2 separate regions of the Mus musculus genome follow, and region 1 is linked to region 2. The links are chromatin contacts, called in public HiChIP or PLAC-seq maps. All regions are on one chromosome and are shown on one strand. Each heading gives the region's core, a stretch centred on a gene start, on an enhancer-like site or on the middle of the called end of the contact. The rest is flanking DNA. Distances are from core to core; before and after follow the strand shown.

What was found. HiChIP or PLAC-seq counts read pairs in DNA pulled down with a chosen protein or histone mark.
Region 1: a FOXA1 HiChIP or PLAC-seq map of pancreatic cancer cells shows a contact between it and region 2. The contact joins two enhancer-like sites. A contact is called at or near these places in 2 of 115 datasets of contacts at active chromatin or transcription factors (embryonic stem cells and pancreatic cancer cells) and 2 of 9 other capture datasets (adipose tissue and embryonic stem cells).

What each region holds. Positions count from the first base shown.
Region 1 is chr6:121,096,694-121,103,620 of GRCm38.p6, forward strand. The region is part of intron 1 of Mical3 (microtubule associated monooxygenase, calponin and LIM domain containing 3); the gene reads right to left. Among named protein-coding and RNA genes, the nearest start is that of Mical3, 31 kb to the right of the region's middle. Within about 2 kb of position 4,733, at least 40 of the 459 cell types and tissues checked have an H3K27ac peak or open chromatin away from gene starts, as enhancers often do. A contact at or near this core is called in pancreatic cancer cells, where this site is marked.
Region 2 is chr6:120,860,716-120,867,621 of GRCm38.p6, forward strand. It overlaps Bcl2l13 (BCL2-like 13 (apoptosis facilitator)), which reads left to right. Exons shown (of 7, transcript NM_153516.2): 3 at 2,140-2,247; 4 at 4,853-5,009. Among named protein-coding and RNA genes, the nearest start is that of Bcl2l13, 28 kb to the left of the region's middle. Within about 2 kb of position 5,541, at least 67 of the 459 cell types and tissues checked have an H3K27ac peak or open chromatin away from gene starts, as enhancers often do. A contact at or near this core is called in pancreatic cancer cells, where this site is marked.

The DNA.
Region 1 (6,927 bases), core at 3,483-5,982, 240 kb after region 2:
CCGGGTCCCAGGGGAACATGCAGGCTGGCTACAGCAGCTTGGCCAGCCCGAGCAGCTGTACCCCTGCATGAGCGGCGAGCACGGCCCCATCTATGTGGAGGAAGCAGTGAGTGAAGGGCCCTGTGGCTATGTCAGAACACCCCTGCCTGGTTTGACTCTCACATCCGGTGGCCAACACCTTCCCTGACAAATTTTCGAATATAAGACAAAACCACCCAGTGACTTCTGAACTTTCCACCGGGCACCAGACCCCAGAGTTTCTCATCGGGCATGGGATGGGAAGAGAGGGTACAGAAGATGCAGAGGCACCACGTCATCCCCCCCACAGACGGTGGCTGGCCAGCCTCTCAATGCCTGGCAAGGCCTCAAGACTACATCTGACAGGGACTCCAGACTTGGGTTTCACAGGTCCTGGATGGCTTGGCTCTGAAGAGGCAGGTCAGTAATAACGAAGCCGAGAAGGGCCCCGGGGCAAATCTACAAAGGCTCAGAACACTTACAAGGAAGGCAGAGAGTGTTTAGGGAAGTGGAGGGGGTTTGCTCACTCACTGCAGTGGGCCATCCACTTTACACTCAGAGGACACTTCCCTTCCCTTCCGCGTCCCTTACCTGAGCAGAATCACATCCCATGGAGCTGTGCAAGCAACTCAGAAGGAACCACGGACATGCAGCTCAACACCCCATTTCTCCATTCAGTCTTTTTCTCCCCTCTCTGTGTGGCCCTGGCTGTCCTGGAACTAACTAACACTGTCTGTCTGTCTGTCTGTCTGTGTGCGTGTCTGTCTCTCTCTCTCTCTCTCTTTCTGTGTGTGTGTGTAGACCAGGCTGGCCTTGAGCTCAAGAGATCCACCTGCCTCCACCTCCAGAGAACTGGGATTAAAGGCGTGTGCCACCACTGCCCAGCTTGGGTTTGGTCTATCTAAAGTAGCAGAAAGAGAATCATTTTGGCCCAAGTCCAAAATGTTAGGATCCCGCCCCCCACATACTTTATTTCCAAAGCAAATTACTGACACTTACTGATAGTTTCTGCTTCTCAGACAAAGCCTGGAGAGGGCACATCTTAGAGAAGATCATGTTCCATACTGAGATGCAATGAAAGAGAACAGAGAAAACTACGCCAGCTCTCAGGTGCACATAGTTCCCTATGGAGTGGCATCCCGGCGAAGCGGGAAGCGACAGCAGGAGCCATGTGAGAACTCAGCGGTTCTCAACCTGTGTGTCTGTGTGTCGCAACCTCCATGGAGTCGATTATCAGAAATCTACATCATTATTCACGACAGTAGTAAAATTAGTTATGAAGTAGCAGCAAAGATAATTTTATAGCTGGGGGTCACCACTATAAAAGGCCGTGTATTAAAGGGTTGCAGCATTAGGAAGATGGGGAACCACCGCTCAAGTTCAAGACAGTAATAGCAGGTGACCCTCCCTCTAGGCTGCTGCTTGTCATGGCGGGACCAGTGAGTAGTAGGTGGGATACAGGAGAATCAATCCTGCCATTAGGATTGTTAGCATCCACTCCTGTGATGAGCGTCTCTCCGAGGATGGCAGCCATCTAGCAAGAACAGCTACGGGAGGCACAGTAGCGTCAGAAACAATCAGACTACAGTTCCACATCCATGCTAAGTGCCCTAGCGCTCTGTACCGTGGCCAAGGAGCACTGTCTTATCTTTTGATAAATCTGCACTGAGGCATTTTGAATAGAGAGGCACAATGAATGGTAAAGTAACCGGAGCAAACGGGAACAATGAGATCTAATACATACATCTAGATAGCAGGCAGTGGGACTCTCTACTGCTTGCTGCTCTTGTGGCTTCTCCTGACTGGGAAGCGTTGACAAAAGACCCGCCCCCCAAATAACTCCAAGGGCAGCCCCAACCAAGTTACAGCAGGTCCTATTTTGCAGTGCACCTAAAACCAGGGTAGCAAAAGAAGCTGACAGGCAAGGAGGCATGCGCAGGGTGACGTCAGAGAGGCACCTGGCAGCACAGACAGGACTCTGCTCCCCCTGGGCTTTCCCCAGCAGTGGCACATGCTCTTGGCACATGGAAATAGAGCCAGCTTTACCAATTGGGTCCGGAAGCACCTACTCAGCAGCTCCTGCCTTGCCTGGGCTCCTCCCTCTCCTCCCTGCTATCTAATCAGAATCCTCTTTCCAAAGGGTCTCTGGCATCAGGTCCCTTCCTCTTTATCTTCAATGCCAACATCCTGGCCCAGTCCTTTGTCATGTTACATCTGATTCCCCAACCCCCACTCCCTAGACAGGGTTTCTCTGTATAGTCTTGGCTGTCTGGAATTCACTCTATAGACCAGGCTGGCCTTGAACTCAGCGATCGGACTGCCTCTGCCTCCCAAGTGCTGGGATTGAAGGTGTGCGCCACCTCTGCTGGGCTACATCTGAATTATTACCAACTGCTGGGGGTGGACAAACTCCAACCAGTGGCCAAATCCAACCTCCAAGTAAGACGCTTTTTTTAAAATATATTTCAAGGATTGAGGGAAACCCAGACAAGACTCATTCTATAATTGATGAAAGTTACATAAAAATTCCTATTTCATAAATTACAGCGTCAATGGCCTATAGCCATGCCCACCGGCTCTGCATTATCTCCAACACCTTTCACAATATTCCTGAAAGGCTGTCTCTGGGTATGGGTGTGGGAGTGGGGGACTCCCAGTGACATGCAGTCCTGCCCCAGCTGCATGTGGTGGGAAATCACCTCAGTACAGAAGCAGAAGGTTGACAGGGGTGGGGGCTTTACTGAGACAGCTTTTGAGAGGCCATTACCCACACTGAAATGGAACTATATAGTGATGCCACTGTTTTGAGATGACCCATATTCCTATAGTAAACCCAGTGTACTCCCAAGACGACACAGAGAGCTTTCTTGAGTGGGTCGTTGCCTCTCTATCTGGAGACAGTCAGAGTCTGTCAGACAGTGTCACAAAGACAGAGTGGAGGAGCTGCACCAGAGAGCACCCAGCTCCCAGAAATGAGAATGCTCCCTTCAGAAAGTGACTCCTTCCACAACAATCTTGCTCTCCCATCTCTCCCCCTTTACCTGACTTTCAACATGATTTCCACGCTGTTACTCAGGGCGAATCCCACCTCCATAAACTGTCTATAGAGTGCGATGAGGCAAACCCAGGCCCTGGGGACAGACGGGCTCCGTGTGCTTGCTCATGGCTGCTCTCATCTTTTAGAAAGCTCTTCTCAGCTGGCCACTAGCCTGCCTTTCAAGGCTCTGGGAAGAACTCCTGGCTCCCTTTCCTCAGCTCCTATGGCACCTACATTTACACTCGCTCATCACGGCTCTTGCTCTTACCACACTGCAAGGGAGTCATCTATTTGTGTGTCTGTCTCCCTGGCTACACCAAGATTCCACAGGGAGAGAAACGCATCTTACTCACCTCCAAGCACCCAGGCAGAGCCTACCACAGTGGTTCAGACTCACTGGTACTGAGCTCAGCAACCAGCGAGGAGGGCTGCCCCCCTCACTGCCTATAATGTCCTGGGCTCGCTCTCAACTCTAAGCCACTGCTTTGCATCGCATACCCTCTTCTCTGTGTCGCCCATACATTCTTGGCAATGTGGCCTTACGCTGGAGCCTGGTCAACCTACCAGAGGCAACACTCTTAACTGTCCTTCTTCCCAGGAGCTATCACATCCAATGGCTCCTGAGCTAGGGGTGGGATTTCACATCCACCTCCCCTTGCTATGCCGGGACTTGGTCTGGCTTGAGCTCCCATGGAGCGTGTGCGTGTGCGCGTGCTGTCACAGCTGCTGTGGGTCTGGAAGGGCTGCTGCCCTGCTGTGTCTGCAGGACAGTATTCCTTGTATTTGTTCACAGCCTCTCTGGCTCTTACACTCTTTCTGCCCCTTCTCCAGCAATGATCCCTGAGCCCTGGGAGAAGATGGTGCAGTACAGATGTTCTTGATGGGAGATGGGGGTGGGGGGTCATGGTTGGGTGGAAAGGGAAGGGGATAGGGATATGGGAAGAGTTGAGGTGGGGTGATTATGGTCAAAACAGTGTGCAAAATTCTCAAAAAAAAAGTATGAAAAAAAGCTGAAATTACTAAGTGAGCAAACACTTCTATAAAGAAGACTGAAGGTTTAAAAGGGAGGTGGGTACTCTCTTCTCACCTAAATACTCCTCTCAATGACCTAGGATGCATAGGAATCACACCTTTGTAGGCTAGGGGTCAGTGTAGACCAGGTTCAAGGCGGAGGCATCTCTCTTTTATGTCCTGAGTGTCCTAAGGTGGATGCTGGTTATTTCTACGTCCTCACCTGTGAAGTTCAAATGACGCAGAACTGACCATGCCTGTAAACTCTAAACCAACACCGGGCCCAAGCTGGCTCTCCTCGAGTTAGAGCTGTTTTGTCTTTGTTTTCCCAATCAATGGCCCATACCATTTTTGTATTTACACACACACACACACACACACACACACACACTCATACACACACACATACACACACTCCCAGATATACACATACTCACACACACTCAACTCACACACACTTACAGACACATACACACATACATACACACTCACACACAAACACGGACACACAACCCAGTACAGTGACGAGGCCAAGCGGTGCCATCCATAAGTTAATGAATATATCATTTCAGGAAGTTTAAAAGATTACTAGTAGGACAGAGAATGCTGAGTCACAGGAACAAGGCAGACAGTAATCAGACAGCAAGCAGGAGTGAGAGGCAATTAGCAGGAGCAGGTGGTAGTCAACCTTGGACGGGACAGCCAGGGATGGCCCAAGGACAGCCATAGATGGCCCAGGGACAGGTGAGCTCCTCCTTGCTCAAGCACGTTTCTTATTCAAGATTCTGCACACAAACCCATTCCTGGCTCACTGCACAGCCTGAACCCACACATGCTGTTCCCGAACCGAGAGGAAACCCACAGCCCCAGGCCTACACTCCAAGTTTCAAAGGCACAGGCAAGAAGACCACTGTGTGCTTGCCACGTACCTGGTGGGATTGTGTCTGCCTGTAACCTCGAAGCAGGACTCTCAGGCACCTTCCTGCCCCAATGATCCTGACAAGGAAACCGAGTCCAGGGAGGCTACAGAACACACATGAGGTCACATGCTCCAGTCTGATTCCAGAAGGCACGCTCTTTACCACCACGTAAGCTGGCACCTCTACTCCTGAGTTAGAACCACTATGCATCAGCTGAGAGTCCTCAGGCAGGTCACCTAGCTTCTTCAGGCCCTTCTTCCCAACCCATTCAGTGGACATCACACGGCTATGTATAGTTAGTGTAAGGAGAAAAAAAGATCATAACATAAACACTTCTAAGTAGACACCAGGAGATGGGTTCCCTTTCCAACCCACAGCCTAACTTTTTTTTTCTTTTCAGCCAAATCCCTTGGTCTCCTTTACTGTGGGGGACCTATCTATGCCACTCTTGGTTGCCCTGCCTGCTGCATACATTCAAGTGTTTTAGAGACCACAAGAGCTTGCAAAATAGCCTGGGAAGAGAAAAGGCAGGCAACTGTGTGTGAGCACCATTGGAGAAGCCGGTACAGACAACTTCTGGTGTGCCAATGAATAGTGCATGAGCACAAGGCAGGCCAGCCAGCCCCTGCCAACACAGCATCCACCCTGACTGACAGTCCATGACAGCACCTAGCTCTGCCACACCAGCAAGGCAGGGAAGCTACAGAGGCCAAGTCCAGGGGCCTCTTTGTCTCTGAGGCTGCTTATAGGCATAGCATAAAGAAGTAAAAGCAAGCGAAAGTGACAGGCAAGTAGGAGAGGTGGCTCCCACTGTGATCCCAGGCCTCTGGGAGCTGAGTTCAAGGCCAGCCTAGCCACACAGCAAGACTCTGTTTCAAAAGCCATAACCAAAACAGAGATAGGCCATCATTTGTACCAACAGTGGAAGATCAGAATGCTTGAAAGTCACATACAAACAAAATGTCACCTTCCTAGAGAAAGAATTATGTCACAAAATTCCTTTATTGTGATAAAGTCCACTTCAGCCAAGAAATATAGACAGGCACGAGGAGGGGCACATTTCCATACGATCGCCTTTAAGCCCACCAACACTTCTCTGGGATCGCTGTCCACAGAGAACTCTTCATAAGCAGTATGACCCGAACATGCTCACCACATGGGATCAGAATGCTTGACTTGTTTCCAGGATATAAAAGCAAATTTCCACTAGAGTGGATCTAAAGCGACCCAAAGGTCTTTGAAAATACAAGACTAAACACAAGCAAAACTGTATTCCACTGAGTACACTCGGCAGTAAGAAGTCCAAGGAGGCCTTCATCAGCCTCCAAATATAGCAAGTGACCTCGAAAGATGAGCAGAAGGTGGGGGCTTGGGAGAGCCTGAAACGGCACCGCAAGGCTCCACCCAGGCTCCGAGTCATAGCTGGAACGGTGCTGCAAAGAAGCCCTGGCAGTTCTAACAACAGTTCTAAACCCACAAGTGACCAGTGGAGGCCCTCGTGACCAGGACAGTCAGAACACCTGGGAGAGGGTGTGGCCGGCAGCATGTCCTCTAGGCGTGCTCGGCCACTAGAGTACCTGTCTCTCTTCTTGGCAAGCAGTGGCTGGGCAAGGACAAGGATACCAGCCAGCAGATTCTCCAGTGGTGATGGGCCCAATGGCCGCCTGCAGGAAGTGGAGGTAACCCAGCCCTTCCTGCAGCCATGGTCCTGAGGAGGAAGAGCTACAAAACAACCCAACCCTGTTGGCAAAATACAAACATCCCAGCCACAGCACAGGGGGTTAGGTAAAGCCTAGAAAGGCTCCCTGTAATGTGCAAGAGACAAGCAAGCAGTCTTGGATGGGTACTGCGCCTCAGCAGTGCGCACTTGCGCACCACTCCCAAGTTCCACGCTCCTGACCAATCGCACCTGCGCACCACTCCAAGTTCGGCACTCCTGAC
Region 2 (6,906 bases), core at 4,291-6,790:
TAGGCATGTGCTGATGCTGGCGACCATGTGGATGTTTGTGGTCTGTGATGTTGCTAGAAATGATGGAGAAGCCCAGGATCCGAACGAACTCCTGATCACTATAAAGGCGAAGAAAGAAGCTACTTTCACAGTGGTGTCCATTGATGTTTGCAGACAAACCGTTGGGAAAGAAGGACATAGAAAGTTGCTGTGACAACCTGTACCCTCCTACCCCTCCCTACTCAAAGTAACAGCCTAAAAAGGAAGCCATCAAAGAGAACTCTTTAAAAATTGTGATAAAGAGCTGGAGAGATAGCTCAGTATTAAGAGCACTGGCTGCTCTTCCAGAGGTTCTAAGTTCAACGCTAGCAAGCACAGGTAGCTCACAACCATCTATAATGGGATTTGATGCCCTCTTCTGTCATGCATACATACATACATACATACATAGAGCACACACATACACATTTATGTAATATGTATTTATTTTATGTCTACTTATATAAATAAATCTTAAAAGCAAACACTAAACATGCCAAAAGAAATATTATGATAAGGATGTTGAAGCCTAGCTTCCCACAGTTGATGGCTTCTGCTCAGAGTACAGGTAGAAAGGACTCAGTTTTCTTTAGGGGGCTGGCCACTGGGAGTTTGACCATGCTCCAGCGAGTTTATATACAATTCAAATTGGACTTGTGTCCTGCCTCCCCTGTGTGTGTGTATGTGTGTGTCTCACAAGGATGGGGGTGGACTTGGAAGGACTGGGAAGTGAGTGTGATTAGGGTGCGTGATGTGAAATTCCCAAATAATCAATTAAAATACTATATTGGTAAAGAATACTGGCTACTCTTGCAAAGGACCTGGGTTCAATCTCTAGCACCACTTGGCAACTCACAACCATTTGTAACTCCAGTTATAGGGCATCCATCAGCACCAGGCATTTACGTGGGACACAGAAATTCAGATAAAACCCTCATACATATAAAAACAAATAACAAATAAATAAATGTTATAAAGCAATCGAGGAAGGCATCTGATGTCATCCTGTGTCTTCCACTTACATATGCTCACAAGTGCATGTGTGATTGCACACACACTTGTATACACCCCCTGCCCCTGTACACACATACAATAGAAAAACCAAGGTGTAAAATGAGAAGTAGGAATACTGTAGATTTCCACGTTGAGAATGACCTCAAAGCTATGCTATCCATAAGGTCCTAGGCAGTCAAATTAGCATTGATTCTTAGTCAAAGCCAAGAACACAGGGGTACTTGTTCCAGGAATCACTTCTGTCACTGGAAGCTCTAATGCTGTCATCTGAGCACAGTTCTTCAGAGGTTTTTGCTGTTTACTAAGAGTTCTCTTGCTTATTTACTTCTGAGACAGGATCTCACTACACATGTAGTCGTGATTGGCCTAGAGTTTGTTATTATACCAGGCTGGTATCAAACTTGGCAACCTCTGCCTCCCAAATGCTGGGATTATGGGTATAAACCACTATGTCCAGCCTTTCCTAGAGGTCTGTAATATAGAGCACAGAGAGAGGGGGTAGAACCCTAGTTCCATGTGGCTCTGGATAAAGATAAGGAAAGGAGGCCTAAGTGAAACTCACTTGAAACAAGTGGCCCTCAGTATCTCGGGGCCATACCGCCCAGATAGGACCAATGCATGTGGATACCATTCTCTTCCTGTCTCCTGCTGTGTGTTTCTGGATTCTGTTTTCTCATTTCTGGCAGAAATGCTCAGGGGTTTCTTTTCTATGTTAGACTTTACTTAGCCCTACATACTTTTATTAATTGCTGTTTCTACTGCTTTTTTTCAGTTCTGGGGGTTAGTCGGGGTGCCTGCATTTGGGCAGATGCCCTTCCCCTGATCTGTACCTCAGCTTTGTTATGTTGCAAAAATACCTTCTAGTCTTGAGAATGAAACTGACTTGTTTTCTGACTTACTTCTAAGTGTAAATAGGTCTGTGTCTTGTCTGTTGCTTGGTGTTTTGAGATAGGGTATTCCTATGATGCTCAGGCTGGCTCTATAAATCCTGATCTGAAGTGACCCTCCTGCCACAGCCTCCACAAGTGACTGATGCCACTGGTTCCTAATGGTGTATCTGTCACTCTTGCTATAGCAACCTCTCTTGTCTTCTCTTGTTTGTTTCAGGAGTTCAACTAGATGTGGCTCCCCAGTCTCTGAATCCAGAAGTTTTATTAAAACTTAAATCTGAGATTGAGGAAGAACTGAAAACCCTGGACAAAGAAGTCTCTGAAGGTCTGTTCACTCTTACTTTCTTGGGCAGTGAGCATATTCTGTTGGCTGTGTTCTATGTTCTATGGTTTGGTTGATTTAGTTGGTTTTTTTATTTTTTTCTCCTGTTTGTTTGTTTGTTTGTTTGTTTTGAGACAGAGTTTCTCTGTAACCCTGGCTGTCCAAAAACTCTCTGTAGACCAGGCTGGCCTGAAACTCACAGAATCTGCCTGCCTCTGCCTCCAGGCCAACCTGGTGTGCAGGAGGCAGGATTAAAGACATTTACTACTACATCTGGCAGCACCTGCCACAGCTGCCTCCTCCTCCTCCTCCTCCTCCTCCTCCAAAGATTGATTTGTTTGTGTTCACAGGTTCATAGTGCCACATGAATCCCCGCTGTGGAGCAGGCTTCACTTCCCATCAGAAATGATTTCCATACCCTAGTCACTTTTTAAAAAAAAGATTTGTTTATTTAATGTATGTGAGTACGCTGTCACTGTCTTCAGACACACCAGAAGAGGGCATTAGGCCCAATTACAGATGGCTGTGAGCCACCATGTGGTGCTGGGAATTGAACTCGGGACCTCTGGAAGAACAGTTAGTGTCCTTAACCACTGAACCATCTCTCCAGCGCCGCCCCCCCCCCTTTTTTTTTTTGCCAAAATACACATTTTAAACTATACTTCATAGCCAGGCGGTGGTGGTGTATGCCTTTAATGCCAGTACTCTGGAGGCAGCTGCAGATGGTTCTCTGTGAATTCAAGGCCAGCCTGGTCTACAGAGTGAGTTCCACAACAGCCAGGGCTACACGGAGGAAAACCTTGTCTTGGAAAACAATAACAAAAAAGCCCCCCACCCCAAAACCAAACCAAAACAAAAGATATCTTAGTTTTGGAAGCATTGTAATTACATCATTTCCTTCTTTTCCTCTCCTCCTCCCAGCCCCTCCTACATGCCTCTCTCATACTCTCTTCAAAATTCATGACCTCTGTTTTTTAAACTGTTGGTGTGTGTATATGTGTTCCTAAATATATAAACAACTGATAGATTGTGTTTTTATGTAAGCTTCTTGTTAATTGTGAAGGAAGATGAATAAAAATTTATGAACAAAGTGGGCATGCAGGGACGTGCTCATAGTCACTCAGGAGGCAGAGGGACAGAGGTCCTTTTATGGTTGAGGCCATCCTGGGCTACATAGTAAATACAGGTGAACTACAGTGAGACAAACACTGGCAGAAAGTAGATAGATGATTGATAGATAAATGATAGATAGATACATAGATGGATAGATACATAGATACGTAGATAGATAGATTTACAAATAGGCCACTCATGGTGGTTTATGCCTGTAATCCCAGCACTTGAGAGACTGAGGTAGGAGAATGAGTTCGAAGCCAGCCTAGGCTATATATGGAGACCTCCATCTAAAAAAAACAAAACAATAAGAACTTCAAATCTTAGGACCTATCAATTTCTTTTTTTAAAAAAAGATTTTATTTATTTATTGTATGTATGTACACTGTAACTGTTCAGACACCCCAGAAGAGGGCGTCAGAGTTCATTACGGATGGTTGTGAGCCACCATGTGGTTGCTGGGATTTGAACTCAGGACCTTCGGAAGAGCAGTCAGTGCTCTTAACTGCTGAGCCATCTCTCCAGCCCAGGACCTATCAATTTCGTGTTTCAGACAAGATTAGTATGTATAGTGATTATATAATCTTTCCAAGTACCTCATAACTCTTGTTCTTAACAGTAAATACCTTAGTTTCATGGACTGTCATAAACACATACCCCTGTTCTGTTCTTCCTTTCTTTTTTGGTTTTTTTTTTGAGACAGGGTTTCTCTGTGTGGCCCTGGCTGTCCTGGAACTCACTCTGTAGACCAGGCTGGCCTCGAACTCAGAAATCCGCCTGCCTCTGCCTCCCAAGTGCTGGGATTAAAGGCGTGTGCCCCCAAGGCCGGCTTCCCCCGTTCTTTTCTTTTTTCTTTGTTTATTATGTTTTTTGAAATCATCTCATTGGACCCCTGGTTGACTTCAGATTCACCATTTAGCCAAGGTTGGTCATCCTGCCTCCACTTCCCTAGAATGCTACCTTGCCCAGCTTTTTGTTTGTTTGAGACAGGGTTTCTCTGACTGTCTTGGAACTCAATTTGTAGACAAGGCTGTCCTGGAATTCACAGAGATGCCTTTTCTTTCTAAGTGCTAGGATTTAAAAGTGTGTACCACCATGCTTGGCTGACGTTTTTATCTTTTATTTTATTTTATTTTATTTTATTTTATTTTATTTTATCGACACAGGTTCTTGCTGTATAGCCCAGCTGGCTTTGAGCTCACAGTGTAGCCCAGGCAGGCTTCCTGCTTGAGATCATCCAGATTGTAGGTGCTCACCATTACACCTGGAACCTTTAGTACTTTTTGTAGAACGTGCATATGGGTGTTTTGTCTGCATGCATGTCTGTGTGTACCTAGTGTCCATGGAGGCCCAGAAGAGGGCTTGGATCCCCTGGGACTGGGGACTGGGAATCCAACCCTGATCCTCTGGAAGAGCAGCACTGCTCTTAACCACTGGCAGTCTCCAGCCCTGGTACCTCTTACTGAGTTAGGTCTGTCTTCTCTCTTGTCTTCAGCCTTCACCAGCACAGGCTTTGACTGTCACACCTCGCCTGTGTTTAGCCCTGCTAACCCCGAGAGCTCCATAGAAGACTGCTTGGCCCATCTTGGAGAAAGAGTGTCACAAGACCTGAAGGAGCCTTTGCAGAAAGCATTGCAGACGATCCTCAGCCAGTGAGTTGCAGTTGCTGCCGAGTGGAGTGTGCTGCTTCTAAGGCGGCTCTGGGAGTCCAGCGGTCCTGGGTTGGCTGATGGCTGAGGCTTTGCTTAGGCAGTTCTTCACTTTTCCTTCCTCTGAGCTTAAAGCATCTGCTTTGTTTTGGATGCCGGATTTGCCTGGAAGCAGGGATTTAAATATCCCAAAAAGACCTGATGGTTTTTATTGACCTGGTGAGCTGCCAGGTTTCAACAGATGCATGTACTGTGCTATAAACACAAGCCATTGCCCGGTCCCAGTCGCTCTTTGCTTCTGTCCCATGTGGTGCTCATCTGTATCTAGATATGATGTCTAAGCGTTTGTGTACTGGAATGTGTAACTAGCTCATGCTGGTATTTTAGATTTCTGTATTCAGAATTGTAGCTGTATCACAGATACTGTTATCCTTTGGGCAAGTGAAAGTGCAAGCAAGCTAACATAGAACCTCTTCACCCATGGTACGTCTCAAAAGCCAACTTCCCTGATTTTTCAATGAGAATCTTTGAGGAATTAGTAATGACTCATCGGATTAGTATGAGTTGATAAAGATGAGTCACTTAGGGAGAAATTTATTCCTCACCAAAAAGGCTGAAATTCAGACGTCAAGTCACTGTTGTAGTAAGGACAGTCCTTACTCTCTCATGTAGCCAGAGTTGGCCGTGTTTTTTCAGGTAGCAATTGGGGTTTACTTCTGCATATTCTGGTAAAATGAGCAATGAGCAAATATAAAATTTATAATTATACTCAGTGAAATGAAGCCATAGTTGGATTTTCTATCTCAGACACAAGCTTTTAAAACTGTAGAAAGGACAGTCTGAGTGGCCAGGAAATAAGACGTACGCAGGAACTTTGGGGTCATAGTGTGGTTTCCTGAAGTGTTCAGCAGAGCTGCTGTTCCTGAGCCCCTGTGCCCTGAAGAGGAGAAGGCCGGATTCAGCAGGGCTCACTAAGATTCTCTTAGTTCATATATTGTATATATTGAGATTACAAGTTTACAAGTTCTATTTTTTTTTTTTGTCTTGTCTTTTTTGAGTCAGGGTCTCACCAAATTTACAGAGATTCGTGTACCTTTTCCTCCTAAATATCGACTAAAGGCATGTGCCACCACCATGCCTGGCCTTTAAGATGAGTTTTTATTTATCTGTATGCTGATGTCTAGAAGGTCGGAAGAAGGCACTGAGTTCCCTGGACTGAGTTACAGACCCCAGTGTGGGTACTTGGGGACCAAACGGGAGCAGGAAGTTCTCTTAATCTTAGCTGCTGAGTTCTCTCTCCAGCCCCGTCTGTGCAAATCATCTCATTCTTCATATGTCAGTTTCTTCATTTGTTAATTGTAATTTGGCTGCGATATTACCAACTCTCCAGTGAACAGAATGGTATGATTTCAGACAGGGTCTCTCACTATGGAGTCTTAGTGGCCTGGAACTCACAGAGATTCACCTCACCTCTGCCTTCCAAGTGATAGGGTTAAAGGTCTGTGCCACTGTGCCCTGAGTGTGTTTTACTTTTACACAAAGCTGATTTAGATGAATATTTACCTCTCCCAAACCCTGAATAGTGATTAATTATTTTCAAAGTTTGTTGCATAGCAAGTAAAATTTGTTCAGAAGTCTACTTTTGAAAAATTTAAACTCTGATACTAATGCCTTGGAAACAGTGCAATTATTGTACAGGTTGAAGGCAGTTTCTTAAAGTGGAAATGCCTCCTTCAAATGTTTTTGCTAAAGTGGGGAAATAATCTTGAATTCTTTATATGAAATACCTTTGATTTCTAAAGTTACCCCTTTCTTCTCTGCTATTTTCTAAGAGCTCATAAGGGGAAGCCTGGTTAGTCAGCCACTTGCTTCTCTATATATTGAAATATGAATGTTTTAA